Linked DNA regions of Rattus norvegicus: regions 1 and 2 are each linked to region 3. Evidence: chromatin contacts called from public Hi-C and HiChIP or PLAC-seq data. All regions are on one chromosome and are shown on one strand. Each heading gives the region's core, a stretch centred on a gene start, on an enhancer-like site or on the middle of the called end of the contact. The rest is flanking DNA. Distances are from core to core; before and after follow the strand shown. Region 1 overlaps Atg7 (autophagy related 7). Region 2 overlaps Atg7 (autophagy related 7). Region 3 holds the start of Vgll4 (vestigial-like family member 4).

Evidence for each region. A called contact is a pair of places that touch in the nucleus more often than the background predicts. HiChIP or PLAC-seq counts read pairs in DNA pulled down with a chosen protein or histone mark.
Region 1: a Hi-C map of liver shows a contact between it and region 3, with 4 times the contacts expected there. The contact joins the enhancer-like site here to the promoter of Vgll4 in region 3. A contact is called at or near these places in 3 of 12 Hi-C or Micro-C datasets (kidney, liver and psoas muscle).
Region 2: an H3K27ac HiChIP or PLAC-seq map of oligodendrocytes shows a contact between it and region 3, with 7 times the contacts expected there. The contact joins the enhancer-like site here to the promoter of Vgll4 in region 3. A contact is called at or near these places in 7 of 12 Hi-C or Micro-C datasets (the A7r5 cell line, Schwann cells, frontal cortex and 3 more) and 1 of 1 datasets of contacts at active chromatin or transcription factors (oligodendrocytes).

Annotation. Positions count from the first base shown.
Region 1 is chr4:149,567,846-149,572,249 of GRCr8, reverse strand. All of the region lies in intron 17 of Atg7 (autophagy related 7), which reads right to left. Among named protein-coding and RNA genes, the nearest start is that of Vgll4, 91 kb to the left of the region's middle. Within about 2 kb of position 1,614, at least 30 of the 93 cell types and tissues checked have an H3K27ac peak or open chromatin away from gene starts, as enhancers often do.
Region 2 is chr4:149,540,454-149,545,480 of GRCr8, reverse strand. The region is part of intron 17 of Atg7 (autophagy related 7); the gene reads right to left. Among named protein-coding and RNA genes, the nearest start is that of Vgll4, 120 kb to the left of the region's middle. Within about 2 kb of position 2,825, at least 44 of the 93 cell types and tissues checked have an H3K27ac peak or open chromatin away from gene starts, as enhancers often do. A contact at or near this core is called in Schwann cells, where this site is marked.
Region 3 is chr4:149,658,839-149,663,524 of GRCr8, reverse strand. Vgll4 (vestigial-like family member 4) reads left to right here and starts at 2,931. Exons shown (of 5, transcript NM_001015004.2): 1 at 2,931-3,427. The coding sequence starts at 3,346.

The DNA of each region.
Region 1 (4,404 bases), core at 365-2,864, 90 kb after region 3:
TTCTGAATGGGGGAAGGGTGATCTTGTGAACTGAGGGATATCTATTTTAGACAAGCAGCCGCCCCTGAGTTCTTGTGGCCTATTGGGCGGGGTTGGTGACATTCTGGGCAGGATGAGAGAAAGATGATCCTGAAAAGGGGTGAAGATATAGGATTTCAGGCAACTCTTTCAAGCACCTTCCTTCTTTCTGGCTCCTGAAGCTACCAGCTGGCTGGAGAAGCGGGAGAGAGGCAGGCCAGCAACACACACACAAAAGGCCCCACTCCGCAGTGAAGGAAAACAGTGGTAGCCAGAGGGAAGAAGCCCTTCTGGGTTCAAAGAAATCAACTTAGAAAGCTTTGCCTATAAAAATAGCCATCTGCAGATCCTGTTCCTATCTCGGGCAGAGAGCCCTATCGGGAGCCTAGGCTGTCACAGACTCTGGAGATCTCATTGGGTGGGCTTACTTTTGATGGATGGGAGATGTGGAAACAGCAAGCAGCCTCGGAGTCAAGGAAAATGTGACTGCTAGAACATGGGTGATTTCCACGGGGCTCTCACTTTACAGAGATATACACGCTCCCAAAAAATTGGCTCTCAAATCCACTCAATTAATAGAATCATATTTTCCTAGTGAATCACATTTTAAAAGTAGAAATGGGCTGGGGGAGGGTGGCAAGAAACATCACAAAACACTGAACAACTGTGACCCGGAGACTAAATGAAAATCACCCTTAATTGAACAAATGTCTAAAGGTCACATACTTGAAAGGCCATTATGAATGCTATGCCGCAGGGATTATTTGTCAGTAGACATGGTTATGCCTAGGATGTTCAAGGAGTTTTGGTGGGAAGGAACTGGAAGACTTGGGAGTTTGCTTCTTTGGGGTGTCCAACTCTGGTGCTTCAAAGATAAAACACAACACTCAAGTTACATCTGGGAAAAAAAGTCCGTCTGGATTTTGCTGACTATGTACAGGGTACACATGACCCTTTATGGGCTATCTGGGCTTCTGTAGCTGTTCTACTTCCCTCCTGCCAGCAGAAGTCAACCAGGCAGGCCTGCACTACTGCTGTTCAGACAAACCCTTTGTAAGCTGCAGGCCGTGGCTGTGAGGAGCTGTATTAACTAACTTGGGAAGGAAGAGATTGAGGAAGTGGCCTGACAGTTTTAACCAAATAAGGAGTGTGAAGGTATTTAAAGCCCCCTGGAAAGGTAAAGGCCTTTGGAAAAGCAACCCCCTTCTTAGGCCCTATGCTAATGACAACATCAACAACTGCAGGAACGGATACAGAACTGGGGACTGTTATATGCTACATGTGGCTTAAATACTGCATGCCTCAGGGTCTGGGGCCACTGTGGGGCTGTGCACATCTGTAAGGGGCAAAACTCTTCCTTTTGCTACCTCCCTACCTCAAACTTTAAGTTCTACACTATCAACAGCAGGTTTTGAAAAGAAAAATTTTTTGTTTTGATTCTGCAGTGATGAACCAAGCTGTGGCCCAGACTGCTCTTTATCTTATTAGCCATTTTCCTGACTAATAGAAGAGCCCCATTTTCCACCAGCCAGGTACGGGCTGTCTATGGACTACATTTCCCAGAAGGCTGTGTGCTCTAATGTGATCACACGACTCCCTGTTGGCCAATGGGGTATAAGCCTATTTTTAGGTCCAGCCTTTAAAGGAAAATCCTTCCCCTCTATTTCCTTTTTCCTCTCTCCAAAGAATTGGCTTGCATGTACAGTGTGTCAGCCCTCAACAAGGCCTCTTACCATTGAGGCCCCCAGCACTTCCAAGGGGCACACCCATAAATAGAATTCATTTGTCTGTATGTTTGGCTGGGGGTGGTGGTGGTGGTAAGGAAACACCAACAAACTATTTTTTACTAATCTCTGAGAAATGTAGCTCTTCTTTCACTTATGCCATAGGGAACTGAGCACAGTAGTCTGGGCAGTATCCATGGCTCTAATGCCAACAGAAATGACACTGGGCCTGTGATACTTGCCACAAATTACCATGAAATACTACAAATACTCATCACAAATTTAAAATCACGGGAGTCAAGTGGATGCCACTGGATTACTACTGGATTATTGAGAACACACAGGCCACAAACTTGTTTTTGGTTTGTTGTATTTTCTTTTTAATATGTTGGCCACTGTGTTTTAACCTAATTAACTTCCTTTATAACTCTATACATTTTTATTTTGCACTCACAAAACATTAGTCAGCTGAAGTGACCCTGCTGGCTACATGACACTGTCAAATGAACACGAAACCAAACACATTATGAATCTTTACCAGGGAGGCGCCATACAATGGTGCCGTGGGCTGACTGCCTTTTGAGCCATGGCATCAGGTTCCCATTGTGTCGCTAGACTTCCTGTGATGACTTAGGAGCCCTACTGTACTGCTCAATAAGGCTGCTGATAGCAGTGCTAACAGTTCTCCAAATGCATCTAGGACCATGGAAAAGATGACATTTATTTTTAACCCATTTGCGTGAGTATCAGTGGGTATTTAATGGCCGCCATGTTAGACAGTGCTGCTCCAGACTGCTCCACAAAGTAGAAACAGAGAAACACATTTCCAGCTTAGCCGTTTGGGACTCTTTGCCATCATGTGGGAGCTTAGGTAGTCTTACTTACAATAAAAAGAAGGCATATCTGCAGAGACGTACTCATTAAAAAGCTCACTAATTGGGTTGAGTGTGGTGGCTATGCCTGAAATCTCAGTAGACAGGAAGTACAAGCAGGAGGATCATGAGTTCAAGGCCAATCTCAGCTACATAGCTGAATTCATGAGTTCCTCCTACAGGACAAGACTAGAAAACCGCCTCAAACCCCACTAAGTATAACCAAGAGTTGCTTAGGAATTTCCCGTTGACAAAGCCTTCCCATGTATGCCATTTGTACCCTTCCCCTGTGATTAGGATGGCCCCCTATATTACTCTCAAAAGGGTTAGGTGACTTTAATGAAATTTCCAAAGTGGATTAGCCAAGATTCAACAGTCTTAAATATAGTAGAGGGGACCAGGATGCAGAAGAGCTTTGCCACACTATCGCCTCTAGAACACATATTTGGCAAGTCTTTTATGCTTGACCCTAGAATTTCTGGGTCCCCCAGATACCCAGATTTCCTAATTTTAGGCAAAGTTCCCTCTTTGAGGGCTGGGAATGGTGGTTAAAGCTTTTCCAGTCCAAGGTAAGCACAGGGAGAGACACTGTCTTTTGCAAACTTGACTGTGAGGGTCGTGTCAATGACAACCCGTTTTTCCTCTATGAAGTCAATCCAAAGGATGCTATTTAGAATAACTAAGCAGTGTAAAAGGTCAAAGCTTTAAATCAAGAAGGCCTGTGTCCTCATTAACAACATGGAGCCCACAGGGAGACAAGCCAGCACTTGGTTCAGAATCACACCTGCTTCTCCAGCTGCCTTAGGGTTCAACACCATACAGCTCTCCACTGTTCTCAACTGTCTGTCTGAGAACTCGCCCTTCCCTAGCTAGGCACAGCTGGTCTTATTTATTTTTTTTTTAAAGCACAGGCTGTCCATCCTGACATTCTCTGCTCCTACTCGGTCTCTTAAGGAACGCCTCATTTGATTAAAGCAATGGGATCACAAGGCTGGTCTCCCAGCTTCCATTCTTCATAGAGACCCTTCTTCATCCTTAATCTCCCTGTGTCACAATACCAGGAGACACTGTCTTGACTTTAGACATTGTATCACAGTCCTTTGGGTTTTGTGAGGATTTAACTCCCTTTCATTGCTATGCAAGCCCAGGATTGCAAAATCGTATCTTCTCATCTTCCTACTCTGCCAACTTAATAATTGCCCTTCAGTAAATCTCCTGCCTTGACATTATTATGATTGTCTAATTGCGGTGTCTAGGTGAGACCTATCATACCAAGACTATTTATTTATTTATTTATTTGGCAGCAAGGGATAGAACCCAGGCTTTACACAATCTCGACAAGGGATCCATTACTGAGGTTCCCCTATAGCCCCCAAGATTATTTTTTCCTTTCATGTAATATATTTTCCCAGAGCTAATAATTCTTTTATTTGTTATTATTTTGTTTTATTTCTGGGCTCTTTTTTCCCTCTCCTTTGGTTTTCAAGACAGGGTTTCTCTATGTATCCCTAGCTGTCCTAGAACTCACTCTGCAGACCAAACTGGCCTTGAACTCAGAGTTCCTGTCGGCTCTCTCTCCAGAGTGCTGGGATTAAAGGCACGCACCACCCCCACCTCCCAGCTTATTTCTGGACTTTGATGGATCACTTATTTCTTTCTTTCTTTTTTTTTTTTTTGGAGCTGGGGACTGAACCCAGGGCTTTGCCACTGAGCTAAATCCCCAACCCCATGGATCACTTATTTCTAAACTTTCTGTCAGCTGTCTCAGTCTCCTGCAGTTGCATTTAGAT
Region 2 (5,027 bases), core at 1,576-4,075, 120 kb after region 3:
CCATACATCCACCCACTCACCCACCCACGCCTCCACCCATTCACCCATCCATGCCTCCACCCACTCACCCTTCCATGCCTCCACCCACTCACCCATCCATGCCTCCACCCACTCATTCATCTACACACCCATCCTCCCACCCACTCAGCCAGCAATGGATGTTTTCATTGGGTTCAAGGATAGCCTCAGCCACTAAGCAAGACCTTGTCTCAAAGTTAAAAAAAAAAAAGAACACACACACACACCCCACACACCCCACATATACACTCACACACACATCCCACATACACACACACAAATTGGTGGACTAAAAAATAGTGTCCTTCATTTGTCCTTAAAGGCAGATATGCAAGGACATTTTGTTAGTGGCTTTTCTGCATCTTCCTACCTTCTACCTAGCCACCCTCTGCTAACAAGTCAGGGCTTGGTTACCAATATGCAATAAGCATATTCACTGAGAGACGAGAGGGGCCATGATGCAAAGTCCAACAAGACAGGGCAGCGGCGTGCTGCTCTAGCACCCACCAGTGGCTACCCACTCATATGAGAATGTCACCAGCACAGCTCAGCTCAGCTCAGCCCAGCCCAGCCCAGCCCAGCCCAGCCCAGCCCAGCCCAGCCCAGCCCAGCCCAGCCCAGCCCAGCCCAGCCCAGCCCAGCACAGCACAGCACAGCTCATTTCAGCTCAGCACAGCACAGCACAGCACAGCTCAGCACAGCACAGCACAGCTCAGCTCAGCACAGCTCAGCACAGCACAGCACAGCACAGCACAGCTCAGCACAGCACAGCACAGCACAGCTCAGCACAGCACAGCACAGCACAGCACAGCACAGCACAGCTCAGCTCAGCACAGCTCAGCACAGCACAGCACAGCACAGCTCAGCACAGCACAGCACAGCACAGCACAGCACAGCACAGCTCAGCACAGCACAGCACAGCACAGCTCAGCACAGCACAGCACAGCTCAGCACAGCACAGCTCAGCTCAGCACAGCACAGCACAGCACAGCACAGCTCAGCTCAGCTCAGCACAGCTCAGCTCAGCTCAGCACAGCTGCCTACAGACATTGAAAGCACACACATCCACTCAGGGGACTGTGCTAAACATATCAGATCAAGATGACATCTGGTGAGCCTCTGGAGACCCCAAGACCCTCCCCACCCTCCTCATCCATGTGCCTAGAGTCCCAGAGGAATTGTGAGGAACAGGTCTCAGGGTTTAAGAGAGCGAGGTAGGTAGGCTGTGAGCTCTTTCTGCTGTGGCTCAGCTTTTTCCATTACGTAGTTCACTGCCAAGAATGCCACTTCTCCACAAGGAGAAGACTAATGATTGACAGGAGCTCACTTGAGGGACCAGACCTTCAGATACCCACTTTTCTTGAGCAGTCCAGCCCTAACTCTAAGTGGCTGTGGAAGCTTTTGGAATTTTAGTGAAAAAAAGAGCCCACTAGGGGATAGGGAGATGATTCAGTGGGTAAATGCTTGTTGTGAGGGCATGACGGACTGAGTTCAAACCCCAGCATCTACAACGAACCTAGAAGTAGTGGTCTGGGTCTCCAAAATAAAACAAAACAAAACAAAACAAAACAAAACAAAAATAGGTGGAGAATAATACAAGACAACACTAAATGTTGGCCCCTGGCCTCCACAAGTGCATGCACACAGAGCTTGTGCAAATATACATCTACACACTCACACATGGAGAGGGAGAGGGAGAGGGAGAGGGAGAGGGAGAGGGAGAGGGAGAGGGAGAGGGAGAGGGAGAGGGAGAGGGAGAGGGAGAGGGAGAGGGAGAGGGAGAGGGAGATCCTGCAGGGAGCGGGAGAGCAGCAAATGCTGGGAAGTAGGACAGCAAGCTGAGAAGGAGTCGCCCTCTCAGGAAGTGCAGGTGGCTCCACTAGCCTCCACTTTCCTCTGAACTCACTCAGTCTGCAGAATCCTCTGGTGTTTTGCACCAACTCCAAATGGTTTAAAAATAATTTGCTAAGTGTCTTCCTAGAGACATGGAAACCTGAGGCCATTCTGAGCTCTATCCAGCCATACCACAAAGGGTGAGCAGGGTGGAAAGTCATGCTCCCCGCTGACTGAATTAGCAAGTCAGACCTCTAGAGGCCTGGTCTTGGGACATCACAGGACTCACGGTGCCATCAAAGACTGAGCAAGCATCTTCAGAAAACCAGCTGCACTGTAGAATCCTGGTGTTTCCAAACAGATTGTCTCTACCCAGTCTCTTAGTCAGCTACTGAATGGAAACTTAGCTGTGACATTAGGAGAGGAAATCTTTTAAAACTCTCTATTATTTTGGAATAAAAGAAGTCAAAATGGAAGGAAAAATATCAATGCATTAGTCACTATATGAGGCATGTAAGGTGGGAAAATAAAATCGTTGCTGTCTTGAGAATTGCTGATATTTGAATGGGTGAATGATTTCCAAGAGTGATGAGATCCACATACAAAACAAAGAAGTGAAGAGTTGTCTGGCAGGGCTGCAGCTCACAGGTGGAACCCAGGCAAAGCACATGTGAAAGCCTGGGCTTGACCCCCAGCAAGAACTAAACCGAAACCAGAACGGAGAGCATTTGGCGCCTGTCTGTTTTGAGGGTTGATTGGGTGGGACGCTCAAGCACATCCAAATCCGAGAAGTGAATTTAACCTGGAGCTGCCCATTTTCTGCCTGCTCCTAAGAATTCCCCAGCTCCTCTCCAGTTTCCTGAGAAACTAAAGAGTGCAGAACAGAGCTCCTTTGTTCGAAAGCCCTCCCTGTGGGACGACAGCAGAATCCTGAGTCTCTGAATTCAAAGGAGTGTGGTCTAAGCCATGATGCTGATGGTGATGCCAGGAGACACTGTTAATCCCTACAGATGAAGCTTCACACACTCGTCCTTAGCACAGCCCTCTGAGAGGCGAATCACCATCCCCACGCCACAAAAGGGCACTGGCAAGGCCTCGAACAGGCCAGTACTCACAAGCACCGTACAGGCAGGCCTTGTACCTCTCTCTCTGCTTTTTCCATTACACCACACAGCCTTCCAGAAGACTCCCCAAGGAGCTTCATTTGTCTCTAACCAGGCATCAAGGCCATAACGACCTTGGCTGTGCACATGGGCATGAGTGACTGCTTTATGCAACTGCCAAGTGAGTCTACTGTGCCTGTGACTCGGACACAGAGCTGGCTTCCAGCAGCTCTGCATTCTAAAATATATGGAAGAATTTTTTCACCTCTCTTTCTGGGATCCCCACTTATGTCTTCATAAGTGAATTTATGTGAATTAACAAAATCACAAATCCATGGCTACTGTCGAGCACCACTAACCCACGTAATCCCGATGCCTAGCCTGGTGATGTCCGTAGCACTCTTCAGTACAATGACAGTAGTCGCTGGTGGAGCCCTTCCTCTTGTTCCTGCAGGACCAGTCCATTTCCACATCAGGAATAAACCACAGACTTCAGATTCTAAAACAGACCCAGAGATGCCCCCTGAATATAATTACAGCTAAATTTTACTGCCAGCTATGGAAGATACAAATAAGGAATATTGTAGCAATTTCACGAATATGCTCCAGAGAGCACAGCTCTGGATGGACCTAGGCTTGGATGCCTAGAGGACCTTGCAGCTTACAGAAGGTTGTCAATCATCTCTCTCTCTCTCTCTCTCTCTCTCTCTCTCTCTCTCTCTCTCTCCCTCCCTCCCTCCCTCCCTCCCACCCAACGGGAAAAAAAAGTAAAAAAACAAAACAAAACAAAAAAACAAAACAAAAAACACAGGTCTCTACGAAGCTCTAGCTAGAACTTTCTGAGGGATCACACACACACACACACACACACACACACACGCGCGCACACACACACACACGCACACACACACACACACACACACACACAGAGCGGGAGAGAGGAGAGAGGGAGGGAGAAGGGAGAGAAACAATTTAATTTTCAGAGGTTTTATGAAGACAGGATCTCACTGTGTTCCCAGGCTAACCTTAAACTGGTGATCCTCCTGCCTCTGCATCCTAAGTGCTAGGATTATTGGTGTGCACCATCATGCCCAGCTTCAGAGATTGACTTGATAAGCAAAAATATCATCTATCATCTTTATGCATTGTTAGCTGTTCCCTCTGAATTGTTGTTAAAAGAAACGATAATTAAACTCTGACAGAAATAGCAATCTTATCTAGGACAAGTGCAAAGCAGTGTGCACACATGCTGTTAGGTAAGATGTGACTGTGATGGTGGTGATGACGGATGTCGCTTTGCTGTGGTAGAGGCTTAATCTACCCTATTTTACTCAGTCCTCACAGTGCCTAGACCATGTTGTCACCTCCATTTCACAGAAGAGGGACTGTCTCTAAGGATGGACCTGCAACTATCCGGAGGTTGCATAGGTAGTAAGTTTTGAAGTTAGAATTCTGTGTGTTTTGTATGTATGCACATTTGCCTGTATATACGCAAGTGGAAGTCAGAGGCTAATTCTGAGTTTTTTTCAGGGTCTGACTGTGTAGTTCTGGCCTCATGTATGTTGGCCTGGGACTTGCTTTATAAATCAGGCTGGTCTCATACTCACTGAGATCTTGCCTGATTCTGTCTCCCAAGTTCTGGGATTAAGGTGTGCACTACCAACCAACCACTTTATATTTTGAGGCTGGGTCTCTTGTTGAATCATAAGTGTACTGTTTTGGTTAGCCTGGCTGGCCAGCAAGACCCATGAAATTTTCCTGTCTCTGCCTCCCAGACAGGCACGCACGCACGCACCACTACCACCACCGCCCCTCTACCCCCAACACACAGTGGGCTTTTACATGGGTGTCAGAAATCTGAACTCAGGTCTTCATGCTTGTGTAGCAACACTTTACCCACTGAACTATTACTCCAGCCCTCACAGAACTAAAACTTGAGTGTAGGGAGGCAGTTTTAGAACCTTCCTTGTAGGAAAGCCTTGCTCCCACTGCAGACAGCAGTGATCCCAGATACTCACTGCCATCAAATTTTTCCAAACTCAGTTTGGGTTTCATAAAAATGGCTTCCAGCAT
Region 3 (4,686 bases), core at 1,682-4,181:
GTTCTCATACATGAGCTGGTCAGTTGATGCTGGACATCAACTCATTTCCTAAAATCTTTTTTTGGATTTTTTTTTCATTCACATATCAGGTTGGCTGATTTTTTTTGTTTGGTTGGTTTTTTGTTTGTTTGTTTGTTTGTTTGTTTGTTTGTTTCAGAGCTGGGGACCAAACCCAGGGCCTTGCGCTTGCTAGGCAAGCACTCTACCACTGAACTAAATCCCCAACCCCAGGTTGGCTGATTTTAATTGCATAAATGGTGATGGGGAACCACCTTTAGACAGAAACCATTGTCTAAATGTGTAACCACTGAGAATTTTAAAGGGAACAGTTGATTTCACTGGGTTGGGACCTGATAGCTCAGTGGGACTGTGTGTTCCCAGAGTCTTTCCAGACTTGATACAATGTTCTCTTCTCTAAAAGGCTCCAGTAGGAACATTTGATTCTAATAAGTATCTGAAAAGTGCTATCAGACCCCTGGCTTTTCTTAAGCAGCCCATGGGTTTTGCTGATGTAGACTAACTCAGTAGTCTGCTTTCTGGCAGGTAGAGTGATTTAGTGGTTAGCCTGGGCTTGTGTCTGTGGTGATAGCCCCATCTCTGTTCCACCAGGAGGCTGAGCCATAACCAATATTTGTAATACTGTGTGCTGTGGTGAGATTTATACTGACTATAGCTGGGGCTTGGTTTTCACCTTTTCCACAAGTTGTCTACTTTGGTCATCTGATTCCAACTGATACTAGGATGTGACATAATCAGTGAGTAACACACACACACACACACACACACACACACACACACACACACACACACACCATATAGACATTCACCCCTGGAGTTCTGAATGTTCATAGTTCCTATCAACTTTGCTTTTTAGGACAGATGCTTTGATCTCGGTTCTTTGAAGGTCCCATTAATTGCTTAGAATTGTACTGTCTTTAGTTACTAAACATAAAAGACACTGCGTTGGATGTGGTGGCACATGGCGGTGGTCTTGGTATCAGCAATGCTGAGGCAGGGGAATCATGAGTTCAAGGCAACCTTAACTATAAAGTGAGACCCTGTCTTAAAACAAAAACAAAACCACTACCACCACCACCACCACCACCAACAACAACAACAACAACAACAACAACAGCAGCAGCAGCAGCAGCAACAAAAACAACAACAGCAGCAATAGCAACAGCAACAACAAGATACATAGGAGCTGAAGGGATGACAGAGTGGCGAGTAGCATGTACATCCTCTTACAGAGGATCCTAATTCAGTTCCCAGCACCCACATTGAGCAGCTCACCACTGTAACTCTAGCTTCAGGGGATCCAATAACCTCTTCTGGACTTTGTAGGTACCCCCTGCACTCACATGCACAGCCCCCTCCCCACTCTACACACATGCACATAATTAAATATAAAAATAAATCTTCTTTTAAAAGTGACACATGTCTTCCCAGGGATTACTGCCTTGCCCCTTTAACTTTAAAGTGGAGAATTTCTCCTTCACCTTCATCACATAAGGAAAACACCCATCGTGGGTTAATAAGCAATGTGGAGAAATGTAAAAACAGTCAGCCATTTAAAGCTGAGCATATCTGAGCGGGCATAGTGGTGCCCAGCTCTAATCCCTGCACTGGGTGGGCAGAGGCAGGTGGATCTCTATGAGTTTGAGAGTGAGACCCCCATCTTAGTGGGGGAAAAAAACCGAGCATGTCTATGTTTGACTTTTGGAGGATTCCTTTCACCACATAGGTCCCTGGGATTGGGCTTAGTGTCCTGTTGCCTACAAAACACAGAAGAGAAGTTGCTGTTTTATGCGTATCCCTACATCTGTAGGGAATTGTTTCAATCTTAAAATAAGTGAATGCAGAGGAGTCTTTGGAAGGTGCGATGGGGCTTACTCAGTAGCCCAGATAGGTCTTGAAACTAGTGGCAGTCCCTCTCCCTCAGTGTCTGACTATAATTACAGTCTTGTACCACACTGCCTGGCTGTCATAAAGTCACTTATAGCAGGTCTTTTCCTTTCTCAGATGATGCTGATGAAGCTCAACGCTGCTCTTTATTCGAACTTGGAATATTTTGAAAGTTTCCATGATTGATCACAACCTCTCAGATGAGTTTAGAAAACAATTAGACTTTTTAAAGAAGTATTTTATGTATATGGTTGTTTTGCCAGCATGTGCACCATGGGCATGTAGTGCCTACGGAGGCCGTAAGAGGGCATCTGGTCCCATGGAACTGGAGTTACAGGCTCTGTGAGTGCTGGATGCTGAGTATTCTGCAAAAGGAGCCAGTGCTCTTAGCCACCTCTGCAGGAAGTTCTGTCCGCCCCCTGTTGTGCATGTGTGTGTGTGTGTGTGTGTGTGTGTGTGTGTGTGTGTGTGTGTGTGTGATCTGTAGGCCACTCACTTGTCCCTGGGTCTCAGTTTCCTCTTCTGTGGAAAGATTTGCCTCTGGTGTCCCTCGCATCTGTGCAGCTACAGAGCTTAGGAAGGAAGTTACATGTAACATTGACTTTGAAAATGTAAACATTCACTGTGTCCCTGGACATAATAAAACCATCTTACAAAGAAACAAAGAAACCTTGTACTGAATACAGCACACCGGGTGGAAGCCCTGGATTCCCAGCCCCTGGAATAAAGTTACCGAAAGTTAAGTTCCATGTACTTTGCCTCCACAGCAGGTTTTCTTTTTTAAACTTTGTGCTTAGCCTTCCCCACAAACAAAACAACCAAAAACTTGCTGGGTTCTCTTCCTCGGCCTCTGGCTCTGGCGGCCTCTGAGAGGAAAGACTCTCCTCACCCCCTGTGCCTCACTGTCCCCTCCTCTTTCTGCTTCCTGCTAACTCTGCATGCGCCTAGAGCCTGATCCTGTGCCGAGGCGCCAGTGAGCATGCTCACAACACCCCCCCCCCCAAAGCAGAGGAAGCTGGTTTACATACGAGTCATACCAAGCATAGCCAGCATGTCAGTGCAGTCAGCTTGCAGCGGGCTGTGAGGGAGAGTGCCTTTGTCCTAAGAAATGTGCTTTGTGTTTTTCTTTTTTACTGCTTTCTTTTTAAACCCCCAAGACAGGCTTGAGAAGACTTCTGAAATGATTTTTTAAAGCCGAATAGAAGACAGGATCCGACACCTCCCACAAGCCCTTGACGGGTTTTGTTTGAGTCTGATTTTTTTGTGTGTATGATTTTTTTTTTAAAGCCTTTTACATACTTTGTTTTGATCTTGTGAGGCTGGGCCTCTGTCTTCCTGAAGTGTTAGGAGAGCCTGGTGCTACTCAGCTAAAGACTGAATTTTGAAACTTTCTGGGGGTAAAAGCAAAGAACTGTTTTTCTTTGCTAGCCGGACAGATAAATGCTGTTTATGAAGATGGACCTGTTGAACTACCAGTACTTGGACAAGATGAACAACAATATCGGCGTTCTGTGCTATGAAGGTAGATGTTCCAGAATGTACTCTTTTGAGTTTGTAACGGCCACTCCTCCTTTTGGGGGGGGGGCTCTGACTGGCTTATGAACATTTTCTTGTCTTTCTCGTGATGGTGGAGTGACTGGAAAGAGAGTTGTACACCATTTCAGGACAGTTGGCTTTTGCCTGGCAGGAGGGTGGCAGCGGGGAAGGGCTGGAGGCGACACATTGTTGAAAGTTTACTTGCAATGTACTAGCAAGATCTGACAAGATCATTACATTTGAAATGATTTTCTCTTTTGATTTTGTTGGTACTTTATGCATACGTAGGAATTTTTAGAAGCTAGGAAAAGTTAAACATGTGGGTGTTAGAGTAGAGGGGAGGGGCTTTGGGACTTATTTTTAAACATATCACCGTGTACGTGTACAGTGTTCTGTGTGGACCCTTGCTCTGCATTTCATGTGGTAGAGGAACAACAACAGAAAGCCACAAGTAAGTTCTTGTTTTCCTGAGCCATTGTCTCAGACATCGAGGGTTTTTTTCTGTGGATTTTGTGGAGCTGGCAGGGCCTGGTGTCAGGGAGCCCAGGCCAGGCTCTTTGTCTGCCGCCCCATTTCCTGTGTAGAGAGCTGACAGTGAGACAGGCTCCCTCCAACCTCAGCCCCTGGCAATTGCACAACAAGCAGCCAGAAGGCTGAAGAAAGTGGAAAATGCCCCCACCCCTAGGTTGGCTCATCACCTCCCCTTCCCCTGGGCACTCCCTGTAGTATTTTAAGTTTCTCTGGAGAAAACCCCAATCCCATCTTTTGGAATCTTACCTACGTGTGCTTTGAGACCAGGATAATGGGGTTGAGTTGTGGTACTGGACTGGCAGGGAGAGACCTGGGGCTGCCGGGCAGTCTTTCCTGGTAAAAACATGTAGGAATCAGGGTACATCTTCCTGTTGTGGGCAGCAGGCTCTGGGTTTTCTCCCCCTAGTAAACCTAGGGGTCCTCTGCTTTTTCTTGAACAGAAGTTAGAAGGGAAAGCAGCACTGTTTGTGTTCATGTAAAGTTTCAGATCTGCTTCCTAAGTTATTGAAAACATACCCGCTCTCTTTCAAGATTGCTTTAAAATTAACTCCATGGGGAAAATCTTAAAGGGCGTTTGTTGTTGTTATTGTTTTGCTTTTTAAAAATAAGATATTAATTTACTTTACTTTGACAAATTTCCGCCACATATAAGAAGCGTCTCAGCTTCCAGGCCCCTCATCTCAAAGGTTGGATTCTCCAGAAGTCACCAGAAAC